5 separate regions of the Gossypium hirsutum genome follow, and all the other regions are linked to region 1. Evidence: chromatin contacts called from public Hi-C data. All regions are on one chromosome and are shown on one strand. The core of a region is the stretch at or near the end of the contact, and the rest is flanking DNA. Distances in the headings are between cores, read along the strand shown. Region 1 has its middle 21 kb from the start of LOC107899512. Region 2 has its middle 11 kb from the start of LOC107899505. Region 3 holds the start of LOC107899506 (RING-H2 finger protein ATL73). Region 4 holds the start of LOC107899520 (probable 3-deoxy-D-manno-octulosonic acid transferase, mitochondrial). Region 5 holds the start of LOC107899519 (F-box protein PP2-A15).

What was found. A called contact is a pair of places that touch in the nucleus more often than the background predicts.
Region 2: a contact with region 1 is called in a Hi-C map of leaf, with 2.2 times the contacts expected there. The contact joins two enhancer-like sites. A contact is called at or near these places in 2 of 34 Hi-C or Micro-C datasets (both in leaf).
Region 3: a contact with region 1 is called in a Hi-C map of leaf, with 2.3 times the contacts expected there. The contact joins the promoter of LOC107899506 here to the enhancer-like site in region 1. A contact is called at or near these places in 2 of 34 Hi-C or Micro-C datasets (both in leaf).
Region 4: a Hi-C map of leaf shows a contact between it and region 1, with 1.9 times the contacts expected there. The contact joins the promoter of LOC107899520 here to the enhancer-like site in region 1. A contact is called at or near these places in 5 of 34 Hi-C or Micro-C datasets (leaf and seedling).
Region 5: a contact with region 1 is called in a Hi-C map of leaf, with 2.4 times the contacts expected there. The contact joins the promoter of LOC107899519 here to the enhancer-like site in region 1. A contact is called at or near these places in 5 of 34 Hi-C or Micro-C datasets (callus, leaf and petal).

Annotation. Positions count from the first base shown.
Region 1 is chrD04:39,514,417-39,517,060 of Gossypium_hirsutum_v2.1, forward strand. No RefSeq gene overlaps it. Among protein-coding and RNA genes, the nearest start is that of LOC107899512, 21 kb to the right of the region's middle. Within about 2 kb of position 1,350, at least 8 of the 9 cell types and tissues checked have an H3K27ac peak or open chromatin away from gene starts, as enhancers often do. A contact at or near this core is called in leaf, where this site is marked.
Region 2 is chrD04:39,992,284-39,994,927 of Gossypium_hirsutum_v2.1, forward strand. No RefSeq gene overlaps it. Among protein-coding and RNA genes, the nearest start is that of LOC107899505, 11 kb to the left of the region's middle. Within about 2 kb of position 1,353, at least 5 of the 9 cell types and tissues checked have an H3K27ac peak or open chromatin away from gene starts, as enhancers often do. A contact at or near this core is called in leaf, where this site is marked.
Region 3 is chrD04:39,973,369-39,976,012 of Gossypium_hirsutum_v2.1, forward strand. LOC107899506 (RING-H2 finger protein ATL73) reads right to left here and starts at 1,358. Exons shown (of 1, transcript XM_016825238.2): 1 at 364-1,358. The coding sequence starts at 1,257. The coding sequence ends at 445.
Region 4 is chrD04:39,105,369-39,108,012 of Gossypium_hirsutum_v2.1, forward strand. It overlaps LOC107899520 (probable 3-deoxy-D-manno-octulosonic acid transferase, mitochondrial), which reads left to right and starts at 1,321. Exons shown (of 13, transcript XR_001684707.2): 1 at 1,321-1,731; 2 at 1,950-1,992; 3 at 2,145-2,267; 4 at 2,564-2,644.
Region 5 is chrD04:39,183,851-39,186,494 of Gossypium_hirsutum_v2.1, forward strand. LOC107899519 (F-box protein PP2-A15) reads left to right here and starts at 1,347. Exons shown (of 4, transcript XR_005912186.1): 1 at 1,347-1,882; 2 at 2,054-2,172.

The sequences.
Region 1 (2,644 bases), core at 100-2,599:
GGGGAGGATGATACACAACAATATTTTAATTGCGGATGAGCTTCTCCATTATCTTAAAAGCTCTAAAAATGGTCCTAATAAAGGGCTCGTGGTCAAGCTCAACATGAGCAAAACTTATGATCGTGTAGAGTGAAACTTTCTGGAAATAATTATGAAGAAAATGGGATTCGATGGAAAGTGGATTGCCAACATTATGGATTGTGTTCGTTCGGTTAAATATACGGTTAAATGTAACAACATTTTATTTGATACTTTCATCCCTGAAAGGGGTCTCCGACAAGGGGATCCCCTCTCTCCTTATTTGTTCTTATTTTGTATGGAAGCTATTTCGAGAATGCTTATCCATGCTCAAAAGAACAACATTTTAAGAGGCATAAGGGCCAGCAGAGACGGCCCCAGAATAAATCATTTGTTTTTTGCTGATGATGCACTGTTGTTTGTGAAAAATAAAAAGAGTGATGTGGAGAGCCTTGTTAACATGCTTTACACTTTCTCTAATATTTCAGGGCAAGAGATTAATTTTGAAAAGTCCATGGTCATTTTCAGTCCTAACACCTCACGTGACCAGAGAACAATCCTTAGTGGTCTCCTAGGCATGACGGTGGTGGAAAACTTAAACAACTACCTAGGCCTTCCTATCCCGATTGGTAAGAAAAAAAACAGTGGCTTTCCAAGAGATTACTAATAGATTGTCTTGCAGGATTAACAACTGGACAAAGAGATTTATCTCTTTTGGGGGTAAAGAAGTCTTCATTAAAGCGGTTCTCCAATTCGTCCCTACGTACGCTCTGTCAATTTTTTTGGCCCCCAAAAGCATCATCGATGACATTCAAGCTAAGCTTAGCAGAACATGGTGGTCGGGAAAAGATAAAGGGAGATTCTGGACAATGATCCCATGGAAAACGCTGTGTAAGCCAAAGGCTATGGGAGGGCTTGGAATTAGAAATATGCGACTCTTCAACCTGGCTCTCTTAGGGCGTCAAGTGTGGAGACTAATAAACAATACTGATACTCTCTGCTTCAAGGTTTTCTCTTCAAAATATTTTCCTGATGGCAACATTTTTAATGCTAAAAAGGTGGACAAAGCGTCTTTCACTTGGACAAGTATTGCGACAACGGCGGAAGCGCTTAAAGATGGCTTTGGTTGGCAGATTGGAAACGGCGAGAAGATAAATATTTGGGATGATAATTGGGGAATGGAAGGGCTCAATGGGGATGTTATTATAAGCAACACTCGAAAAAGAGATGGAAAGAGTGTGAAAAATCTTTGGCATGTGGAATGGAGGTGTTGGGAGGTTAATAAAGTCAGACACGCGTATGGACAAGATTGGGGGGATAAGATTTGCAATATTCCCATTGGAGGGGAGGGCCAGGAAGATAGACTGATATGGTTTCATAACCCTTACGGGTGTTATACTTTAAAATCTGCCTATTCATGGCTGTTGCTGAAAGGAATGGGATACGGCCCTCACAGGTTCCTTTGGAAAGCATTATGGAAGCTTGATACTCTACCGAAGATCCGGGTTTTTGCGTGGAGGGTGGGGCATGAAATCCTCCCCACGAACAGTAAGATCGCCTCTATCAGACAGGATTTTGACAAGGGATGTCCTCGATGCGGAGTAGAGACCGAAACTGTGTTACATGCTTTAAAAGACTGCCCAACCTCGAGAGCAGTTTTGTCGATTGGAGGGTGGTCCAGGAGCTTTATTTCTAAGAATTACGATCACTGCATTGATTGGTTGGAAGACTTGATGCGGGTCCTTGACAAAAGAGCTATGGCCGACTTGATAACAACCCTATGGAACTACTGGAATAACAGGAACAACTTTATCTTCAGGGGAAAAGAAGAAGAGGCTAAGCAAATATGGGAAAGAGCTAACAACTTGACCAAGGAGTTTCAAATATGCAATATGATGAACGAGCCATTAATGTCACAGAACGTCGTGGAGAAAAAGTGGAACAAACCTCCAAAGGGATTTATTAAAATAAATTTTGATGCTACTGTTGGTGAAAATAGAATCGGGTACGGGATGGTCGTCAGAGATGAAGAAGGCTTTGTTCTAGGTGGCGGCGGGGGTTTCAAAGAGGGTGGGATGTCGGTGGAAGAAACTGAGTGCGTGGCCTTCGAAGAGAGCATTAAAGTGGCGCGCAGACTACAGTTAAAAAACACGTTCTTTTTAAGACCGACCATGTGGGGTTGGTCAACAGACTAAACAATTTAGTCAATGACATCACTACAATTGGCGCACGAATTAAGGATTGTGCTGCTGCCTTTGAATTTTTTAATTCTGCCAATTTAATTTGGGCCGAACGGTCTTGTAATAAGGTGGCCCATTTACTTTGTAAAAAAATGTATAGCGAGGCCGAAAACAATTTGTTCGAATTGGATTATCCGCCGGAAATCCACAATGCTGTAATTTGTGATGTTTCATAATTAATCTTAGTTGACCTTTGTGGTCGTTTTTGTTTCAAAAAAAGATTTTATGGCATGTTAAATTATAATGTTTTTTATTATTGAATTGCAATTTAATTAATTTAATTAAATTGAATCGAGAATGATATTCTGATTTTGATTTTGGGAAGAGACGAGGAACAAGGGTGTATCGATGGTTTTGGAGTAAGTGGTGGCGAAGGAGTTGGGTGT
Region 2 (2,644 bases), core at 103-2,602, 480 kb after region 1:
CATGTGGGTATGAGTGCCAAGGTGTTTGAAAAGTTCTTTCCAAAACTTGCTAAGAAAGACCCAGTCCCTATTTGATACAATGTTGCAGGAAGGACCATGCAGTTTATAAGTATGATCTAAATAAGCTTAGGCCACTGTAAGTGCTGAAAATGGGTGAGTAAGAGCCACAAAATGGCCATACTTGGTCAATCGGTTGACCACAACTAGAACATTGTCTTTCCTTTTCTAGCTTGGGAGGCCCTCGATAAAATTTAAACTCACTGCAGACCATACTTGATCAAGTATAGGTAAGGGTTCAAGTAGGCTAGTAGAAACAGCCTGGTCAGATTTGCAAGCTTGGGAAATGGGGCACTTCTTCACCCATTCCTTGATGTCATTGGAAAGGCCTTTCAAATAGAGTAAACTGGCCATTCGATATTTGGTAGCATGGACTCCAAAATGCCCTCCAGCTACCCCCTATGGAAATGGTTGAAGAGGTAATTCCTAAGAGTGTCATAATTGCCCGTTTCAACTTTTCCTTTCCTCCTCAAAACCTGTCCATTCCACAAGTACTTAGGGTAAAGGTGTGATTGTTGTTGAACCTCTAAGCAAAGTTGATGTAGTTTAGGATTTGCTAGTGAGGAAGCTAAAATCCTAAACCATATTTTAGACCAAATGATACTATTAGTGCATTGTAGGAGTTGTTCCTCTTCCGTTTGTGGTCTTCGAGACAAAGCATCTGCTACTACGCTTTGAGTTCCCCTCCTGTAAGTCACCAAGTAATCACAGCCAAGCATTTTAGCAACCCATTATTTCTGGTAAGGAGTAATGGTATGTCCATTAGTTAGAAATTTCAAACTTTGATGATTTTCCCGTATGTGAAACCTTTTTCCCACAAGATAGGGGAGCCACCTTTTTACTGGTAGCAGTACAACCAACATCTCTTTGTTATATATAGACAAGGCTTGATGCTTGATCTCTAAGGCTTTGCTGAAATAAGCTAGAGATCGTCCCTTCTATTGCAAGGCTTCCCTAATACCTTGACTACTGGCATCCGTGTGAATGCAGAGGTTGGTGTTGAGATTGGGCAGGGCTAGAATTGGTGTCTGACACATTGCTGGCTTGAGCTGTCGGAAGGCTGCCTAAACTTCAGAAGACCAATGCCGCTTGACATATTTTTTTAAACAAATTGGTTAAGGGATGAGCTAAGGTGCCATAATTTTTTATAATTTGTATATAATATCCAAGAAGTCAAAGAAACCATTAAAGCTCCATAAGCCAAGTAGGGGTAGGCGAAGTAAGTACCGCTTCCACCTTAGTGGCATCTATGCCCATTGATCTCTGGAAATGATGTAGCCCATATATTCAATTTCAGTTGGGCCAAAAGTGCATTTGGACCATTTAGTATATAATTTATGTTGTTATATGATTTGTGGGGCTGTTCGAAGATGCTCCAAATGTGATGGCCAATTGTCCAAGTACACAAGGATGTCATAAAAAACTACTAAGACAAACTTCCTCAAGAAGGGCTTGAAAATAGAATTCATCAACGATTGAAAGTTGGAAGGGGCATTGGTTTGTCTTAGTAGTTTTATGAATGTATTTATCCCACGTGCAAATATGGTAGTACCCGGATCGTAAATCAAGCTTGGAAAAATAGGAAGTAGTCCCTAGTTCATTAAGTAGTTCTTTTATAACTGGAATAAGGAAGGTATCCTTGATGGTATATTGATTTAGCTGCCTATATTTCACACAAAGGCGTCAACTATCATCCTTCTTTTTCATTGTAATAATGTATGATGAATAAGGGCTACAATTATCTCGGATGACCTCAGCTTCAAGCATTTCCTTTATGAGCGTCTCCATTTCACACTTTTGCACAGTAGGATACCTATATGGCCTAACCTTCACTACCACATTTTTATCCTTGATGGGAATACAATGTTCTTGCAATCGGTGAGGTGGATATTCCTTTAGAGAATGGAGAACATCTTTAAATTCACCCAATACCAATTGCAGATCCTCACTGTCAACTAAGCCTAACATGTGTAAAAGGGTGCACATACTCGATGTGATGAGAAATGGATAAGGACTCTTGACTATTCAGATGCACCAACTTAGTGCTTTAAGTAGCTGTTATAATATGAATGGCTCCTAGAAATATTCCTTTCAGAGTACATCATTAATCATTGTATTCAAACTATATAGAAAGAGAACTGAAATTACAGATGATGGACCCCAATGTGGTTAACCATTTAATACCAAGAACCAAGTCGCATCCCTTGAAAGCTAAGACTAGGAAATTTGTTACAAACTACTGAACTTGTGCCTACCACTATACAAACCTACACACACCTTGAGTAGACATGATTCCTCCATCAACAATAGCGACTTGCAGCCTAGTAGAGAGTTCCACAAGGAGGTTCATTTGTCGAGCTAACTTGGCATCAACAAAATTGTGGGTGCTTCCAGAGTCCACTAGTATTATGACATTGGAATTCCCTATTTATCAAGCCATCCTCACGATTTTTGACCCTTAAGACCCCTGTAGGGCATGCAAAGACATAGTCAATGGTGTACAAGTCTCCTCCTTTTGGCCATTAGGTTCAAGTTGATCCAGATAGTCTTAATACTCACCAGATTAGGGATTCTTAGCTTTACTTTC
Region 3 (2,644 bases), core at 108-2,607, 460 kb after region 1:
TGTGAATCAAATTTTAAATGCATTTACACCTATAATGAGCAACTTGAATATGACGTGTTTAAAAAAAATAATCTTAAATTTTAAAAACACGGTTTTTTTTTACTTTATGTCTAAGCTATCAATGTGCTGAACATATATGTTTAAAGTAGATCTAACATATTTTAAGTATGTTACATTAAATCCAAAATTAATGCAGGCTAGCGTTATGATATGATCTTAATTAGAATGTTTCAAAATGTAGAAACTAATTTAGAATTTTGGCCAGAATGCATGTGGCAACATATTAGAATATTTTTTCCGAACATAGGGCTTGGAAATTTAATAAAACAGAGTATAAACATGATTTAGGATTATGAACCTGGATGAAGTAAATTTTCAAATTAATCTAGTATATGATGGAAGCAACAGAAAGCATCAACCAAATTTTTGTTTCCAAACATCATGTTAATAAGGAAGAATTCCATAACTGGTTCTACTCCTACCTACTCGCAATTGTGAGAAAGACCTCAACAATGAAGACATTCGATCCAACTGTCTCATAGATGGAGCCTTACAAGAATTGCTCTTCCACAAAATCATCTTTGATGTTGAAGAAGAAGCATCTCCACTGTCATCTATTAAGTTAATGTATATGTGGAACTGATCCATTGACAAGGATCCCTTCAACCCTGTGATCACATGTGTTTTACTTTCTCTAGGGAACACCAGGGGCAGACAATGTCTTAACAAAGTATTTGACTGAACCCCGGAAGTTGATGCGGCCTGATCGCCACCTTGTCCGATGTTTCGAGCCAAATACGGAACCCTTTCTCCTCCAATATGGTTGGCCGGAGGCGATTCTAAACTAGAATAGTCTACAAGTGTTCGACAAATAGGACAGGTAGAATGTGCCAAAAACCAATTGTCAATGCACGGGACATGAAACAAATGCCTGCAGTTTGGCAACAAGCGGATAGTCTCCCCTTCCTTTAGTTCTCCCAAGCAAACAGCGCATTCAGTTTGATGAGTGCCCAATTCTTCATCTTTATCCCTGGAGAAAGACAGGATTGGAATTGTTTCCAGGATTTTATGTTGAAGCCCAGTTGGTATGGAGGGATTTGTGGCATCATCCGGTTGATCTCCCCATCTCAGGCAGTATTTGACAAGTAAAAAATGGTATACAATTAGTGCTAGACAAGTGGCAACTATGCCGGCCAAGGAAATCAACAAAGGAGTCAGAAAGGACCCTGAATCTTGAGCACCATTTGCAGGATCCATGGTTCACCATCTACGGGTTTTCTTTCAACTTTACAACTTGTGGTGGTAACTTTAAAAAGATGAAACATGGACAAATTGTAGTGTTTTTTAAAACAGCTGAAACACTTTGGTCTTCTATCAAGAGAAGTTGAAGACTTGAGAGATTACAAGTGGCATTCTTCGATAGTGGCCCACGTGTATGGTATGTAATTGGCCAAGTGTCACTTGATTGGTGGAGGATGATTACGTTTGAGGATATGATGATATCACAATTCATATCTTATTTTATCCTACCACCCTATTTAAGATATAATAATTAAGATAATATGGGCCTACGTTAGATAATGACACCAAAAAACTGAGTAATAAATATTTTATTTTCCTAAACATTTTAATGTTTGAATTCATGATTAATTTATTTAGTTTTTAAATATCAAATAAATAACATATCACAAAATAATTTTTTGCTTCGTAAAAATAAAATAGCATTTTGGAAATTCAAATTTAAAATATATGAAAAAAAAGTATCCTCGATTTTCTCAAATAAACTTAACATATTTAATGGATCAAGGTAGAAAGTTGAATATATTTTCTTTTTAGTTTAAGTAGTAAGAAAAGTATAGATAACGAAGTTTAAACGAGTGATGCACAGAAGATTATCTTTTAAGAATCTATGATAAAAATAATTATTCTAAGATAACGTAATGTCGTGCAAATTTTGATATGACACGTTGTAGGATTTTGGGCTCGAACATCGAAAAAATTATTCAATGACTCAAATTAGAAATTTTATAAAAGAAATTTGATATTAGAGTTGAGAATATGTAAAAAGAATTTAAAAAGTGAAAATCTGACAAAAAAAAAAGAACTAAATAAAGTAAATTTTGAAAAGTATGAGGACCATTGTGCAACATTACCCAAAAGTGGAAAAATATGAATTATTATGGATAAGTTATCATGAAATAAATTGGACTATGATTCGGTGGGATGAACATAACTTTTGAGACTAAATTAAAATTTTTGAATATTATAGCGACTAAATTGTAATTTTTATATTTTATCGAAAAAAGAGCTAAAGTGCGATTTTCATTACTCATAGAGTTATTATAAATATTTTTAATGAATTATGAACTTGATTTGGTCTAACTATCAAATTTTAAGAAGAAATCACTAAATTTGACAAAAAAAAAGGTAAAAAGGTAATTTTGCCACAAAGGATAGTTTGATCAATTCTCGAGATTTAATGATGACAATAATATTTCAATATTATATTTGATATCCAAAATTATTTTGAATCGTTAGAACCTCTTATTAATGAATCAGGCCATAATTTCACAAAGTTAGGTTTGTAAAAATTGGGTCGAGGCCTTGGGCCCTTTTGGGGGTCATTTTAAATTGGAAAATACCC
Region 4 (2,644 bases), core at 71-2,570, 410 kb before region 1:
TTTTTGTATTTAAATTTATTTGTACAAATATTTTGAATATTTTGATATTTTTTGATGTAATAAAATAGAAATTTTTTTGAGTTATTACTTAAAAACCCTAAACCCTTAACTTATTAAAAATTTATAAATTTATAAATTATAATTAAATACATAATTTAATTTACAAAACCTTAAACCCTTAACCTAAAAACCCTAAACCCTTAATTTAAAAACCCTAACCCCTAAACCTAAAAACCATAGCCATTAACTTTAAAACCCTAAACCCTTAACTTAAAAACCCTAACTTTTAACTTTTAAACCCTAAACCCTTAAATTGAAAACCCTAAACCCTTAACTTACTATTTGCCCAGAAACGTTAACTCAAAATTATTTTTCAGGACATACTGTAGCAAAAGTGCGTCCACGTGGGCGCGACTTCACAAATTATTCTTATAAAGCATCCTGCTTGAAGCGTTTTTTAAACTATTTGCTCAAAAACGTCAACTCGAAATTATTTCTTCCAAGACCAACTGTAGCAAAAGTGCGTCCACGAGAGCGCGATTTCACAAAGTCTTCTCATAAAGGATCCTGCTTGAAGCGTTTTTTAAACTATTTGCTCAGAAACGTCAAGTTGAAATTATTTTTCCAGGACCTACTGTAGCAAAAGCGCGTACACGTGGGTGCGACTTCAAAAATCCTTCTGATAAATCATCCTGCTTTGATTTATCTTAAAAACCCATAAACACGAAACGTAATCCAATTTTGAATAAATTTTAATTAATTTAATTACGAAACCCTAAACCCTAATCCCTTATTTATTTACTTTTTTCTCTAAAAATCCTAAAAACCCTAGGGTGGAAAACACGGCGAAATCGCGTCCCTAGGGGCGCTACGTGCCAGGAAATCGCGTCCATGTCAGCGCGCTTTGCTGACGTGGACACAAATCGCGCTTCAGAGGATGCGATTTGTTGCCATGTCAGCAAAGTGCGCTGATGTGGACGCGATTTCCTAGCACGTCCCCTGACATCGCGCTAACGTGGATGCGATTTAGAGGAAAAGGGCCCATTCCGGTAAATAATAAAATACTAGGCTCATTTCGATAAATTAAAAAAATGGCTTTTTTTGATATTTTGTCCTAAAATAAAAGTAGGGGAAGAGTAAAATTTAAATTTGGGGGATGGAATGAGAGGGAATAAATGATTGAGAAAAAATAAAAAGATTTGGAGATTTAGAATAAACATATAAAATATTACAATTTAATATTCCAATTATTTGAATTTAAAAATTAAATTAAATTAAAACTCAATTCATAAAATTTAAAATTTCTCTTATTTTTGGAGTGAATCGAATTTTGCTCCCATAATAACCCGACTAAACAAACTAACCTTTTAAAAACAAAATGGAGATAGAGCGGTCCCAAAACAAAGCATAATCCAAAATTAAAACGGCGATGACGGGACCAATGGCAAAGGGAGAGATAGTTTACAAAATCTACAGAGCTTTAACCTACGGTCTATCACCCTTGCTGCACCTTCACTTACACTGGCGCAAGCTCCGAGGCCTGGAGCACCCTATCAGGTGGCGCGAACGCTTAGGTCGGCCTTCCCTCCGCCGTCCCTCCTCCGGCCCACTTCTGTGGTTCCACGCCGTCTCTTTAGGAGAAGGAATGGCCGCCATTCCTGTCATTAAATTTTGTAGTCAACGGAGACCTGATGTCCACATTTTGATGACAACGACGACACTTTCCGCATTGTAAGACGTCGCCTTAAATTTCATTTCTGTTTTTTTTTTCTTTTTTTTAATTAATCTTGTTACGAGCGCTTAAAGTTATCTAGTTAAATGTGTTAAGATCGTCGGAAAATCTTCAATTCGTTTTTAAATTATAAATAGTAATAGCTGTAATTTGATCCTTTAGTTAATTTACAGATAAAAACTGTGTATGCCATTTCAGTTTATCTTTCTTTTTGCAGTGAAGTGCTGAAAGATAGACTTCCAGATAATGTTATATATCAGGTTAGTTACCTAACATACAACTAATGTTTGATTTACTTGGAATTTGAAACTTGGAAGATTGGTCCTGATGCATTCAACTCACTTAAGTTATGAATTATGTTTTCATTTTTTCTTATATACATATGTAGTGAAACTTTAGAACTTTGTAACAGTTTGCTCCAATTGATACACCTGCTGCCATGGATGCTTTCCTTGGGTATTGGAAGCCAAATTGGATTGTAATAATGGAGAGTGAACTATGGCCGAACCTTATTATTGGTGCTTCCAAATGTGGAGTAAGTTGTTTCCTACTTTGCGATGCATGTATGTATATCACTTCATTTTGGACCCTTTGAGGGAACAGAAAGTACGCCATTGGTTTGTTCAGCTACGTGTCTGATTTTTTTCTTTTAATTCCTATACATTTGCTGAATGATCTTGAGAAAAAAGGATGAATTTTCGGCACACGTTATGAAGTCTACACCGTTTGTCTACTCTATTATATGATATTCAGTTTTACATTTAGGGTGTTTTATTATGTTTCAGGTCTTTTAATCTTTTATAACGTATGAATTTTATTTTTTTATTTCAGATTGGTCTGGCATTATTAAATGCTCGATTGTCTGCAAAGTCCTTTAGACATTGGTCAAGACCCGTGCTGTTTCCATTAATA
Region 5 (2,644 bases), core at 97-2,596, 330 kb before region 1:
AATAAATTAATTTTAAAATAATTACAAACATAATAATTTATAACATAATCCTAAATTACTAACAAATTAATTTTAAAATAATTATAAAAAACAAAAAAATACATTCTTACAAAATATAAACCCAAAATCATAAACACTAAACATAAGCAATTTATAAATAATAATTAATAACAAAAAAATTTCACAACATCTTAATTAAACTATTTAAATTATAAACAAAATTATTTACTAAAATAATACATTACTTTTTTTTTTCTTTCTTCTTCTTCTTCTTCTTCTTCTTTTTTCTTCTCTTTTCTCTCATTTCTTTCTCTCTTCCGGTGGGTGCTTGAACTTGGGGGACCATGCTTATAAGGTCCCCCATTTACAATTTATTTTGCCCTTGTGAAGGGACTACACACTGCCAAGCAGTGTATCTGTGCAGCAGAGGGGCGCAGGGGGGCTGTGCAGCAGAGGGGTGCAGTGGGCAGGCAGTGGCGCCTACCTGTCAGGCGCGACTAGTTGCGCCTACCTGTCAGGCGCGACTAGTTGCGCCTATCGACAGGCGCAACCTGTTTCGGGTATTTTTAACCCGTTAACTGTATTTTGACCTGTATATATATTTAAATATTTTTAATAAAAATAAAATAATAATATTTTAATATAATAAAAGTGGTTGCGCCTGTCAGATAGGCATGACCCAAAAGAACATACCATTTTTGTATATAATCAAGTTGACAACCTATTTCAGTATTTAATTTTTTTTAAAAGTTATTTAGGTAAAAAACCCTTAAATTTTTTTATTTAAATCTATTTTTAATGAATTTAAAATATAATGTCTTTCTAATCAATTCTAAACTATTCATATCTCTTAAATTTTTTAGTGAAAGAATACAATATGTTTTAAGTACGTTGGAGTGGTAAATATTTAAAATTTATAAAGTTTTAAAGTTAATATATTTAAAAATGATAAAATTTTAATTTAATATTTTAAAAAATTATAAATAGATAATCATAGAATTATATAACCCAATTTTAATTCTCTAAAAAAAGTTAAAATTATTGTAGAACTTGATGATTTTTTGATAAAGAATGTTACATGATTATTATGGATATTAACTAATTTGGATGAAAAATATTCAATATGGTTATAATGGGCATCCATAAAAAAATATTTTCATCAACATGTTCATTAAGATAGTATTTATTTGATGTGAAAATTATTATTAATATAGAAAGACGTGCATTTCGATTATATTGAAATGTTTATCATTCAAAGTAAAATATGGGTGCATATGACATAAAAATATAAATGAGGTGCATTCCATTTCCGTTTCGGTTAATGGACCCCACCAAAAGCATCCTCAAAAGTCTGTCTAGGTAAATCCTAAGCCAACATTTTTGCCTCGGTTTCTTTCCCATCTCCCCCAGACACACATTTTCCCGGAAAAAACAAACCAAAGTAAAATGGTAGAAAATACCCACAAATTTTCTCCCTCCCCTCTTCACTCTTCTCACCACCAACCTACCTCTAAAACACTGAATTTTTATAAATAGAAATACAAGGTATTTTTTAAAGAGAAAGGATTTCATGGGTGCCTCTCTTTCCAGCCAAACGGAAGGAACCAATAGGACCGGGATGAGACCAGGATTGGGGGACATACCCGAGGGCTGCTTGGCCTGCGTTTTCATGAACTTGACGCCGCCGGAGATTTGCAATCTCGCCAGGTTGAATCGCGCCTTTAGAGGGGCTGCCTCCTCCGATTCCATCTGGGTGAAGAAGCTACCCACCAATTATCAAGATCTGCTAAATTTGTTGCCTCCTGAGAGGTACCAGAACATGTCCAAGAAAGACATTTTTGCGCTTCTTTCTCGCCCGGTACCTTTTGATGATGGATATAAGGTAGGTCATTATAGAAGTTTGTTTTTTTTCGCCCGGTACCTTTTGATTATTGTTTTAAATATTTAACCATTTCCTTTTTACATGATTTTCCTTTTTTGTTTGGTTTAGCTGCTTTATTATCATTAGATGAGCAAGTGAAGATTATCGACGGTTGAACATGGGGTGATGCAGGAAGTGTGGCTGGACAGAGTGACAGGCAGGGTATGCATGGCAATATCTGCAAAAGGGATGGCAATTACTGGAATCGATGATCGGAGATATTGGAATAGGGTTTCTACTGAAGAATCTAGGTTTGATATTAACATCATCACATTTCGATGCTAAAGTTTCAAGTAGAATTTATTAATCTGACGTTCACTTAATATGGGATTGAGATACTTGTATCTTGAAATGTTTCTAGTAAATTTTTTTAACCATAGGAGTGGGATTTTTGTATTGATTGCTTGAACTAGCATAAAGTAGAATTAGTTGCTTGTAATTTTTCTTCTACATGGAGCATGTAGATGCATAAGCTATATATTTCTTGGAATGGAACTCTTGGTAAATTGTATTATCAATCTACACCTTTTTTTTTTTCCTTTGGTGGAAGGAAATGCATTTGGATGCTAATCAACTGCTGTTTTCTAGGCTTTGCTGCTTGTTGATGTTGTTTTTATACAAATGGTATTATGTGGAAAGGCTGAAACCTCTGAATATTTGCATCTTTGTTGATCATTCATTATTGAGCTCAAGATGATGTATGTATATATGCTTATACATATA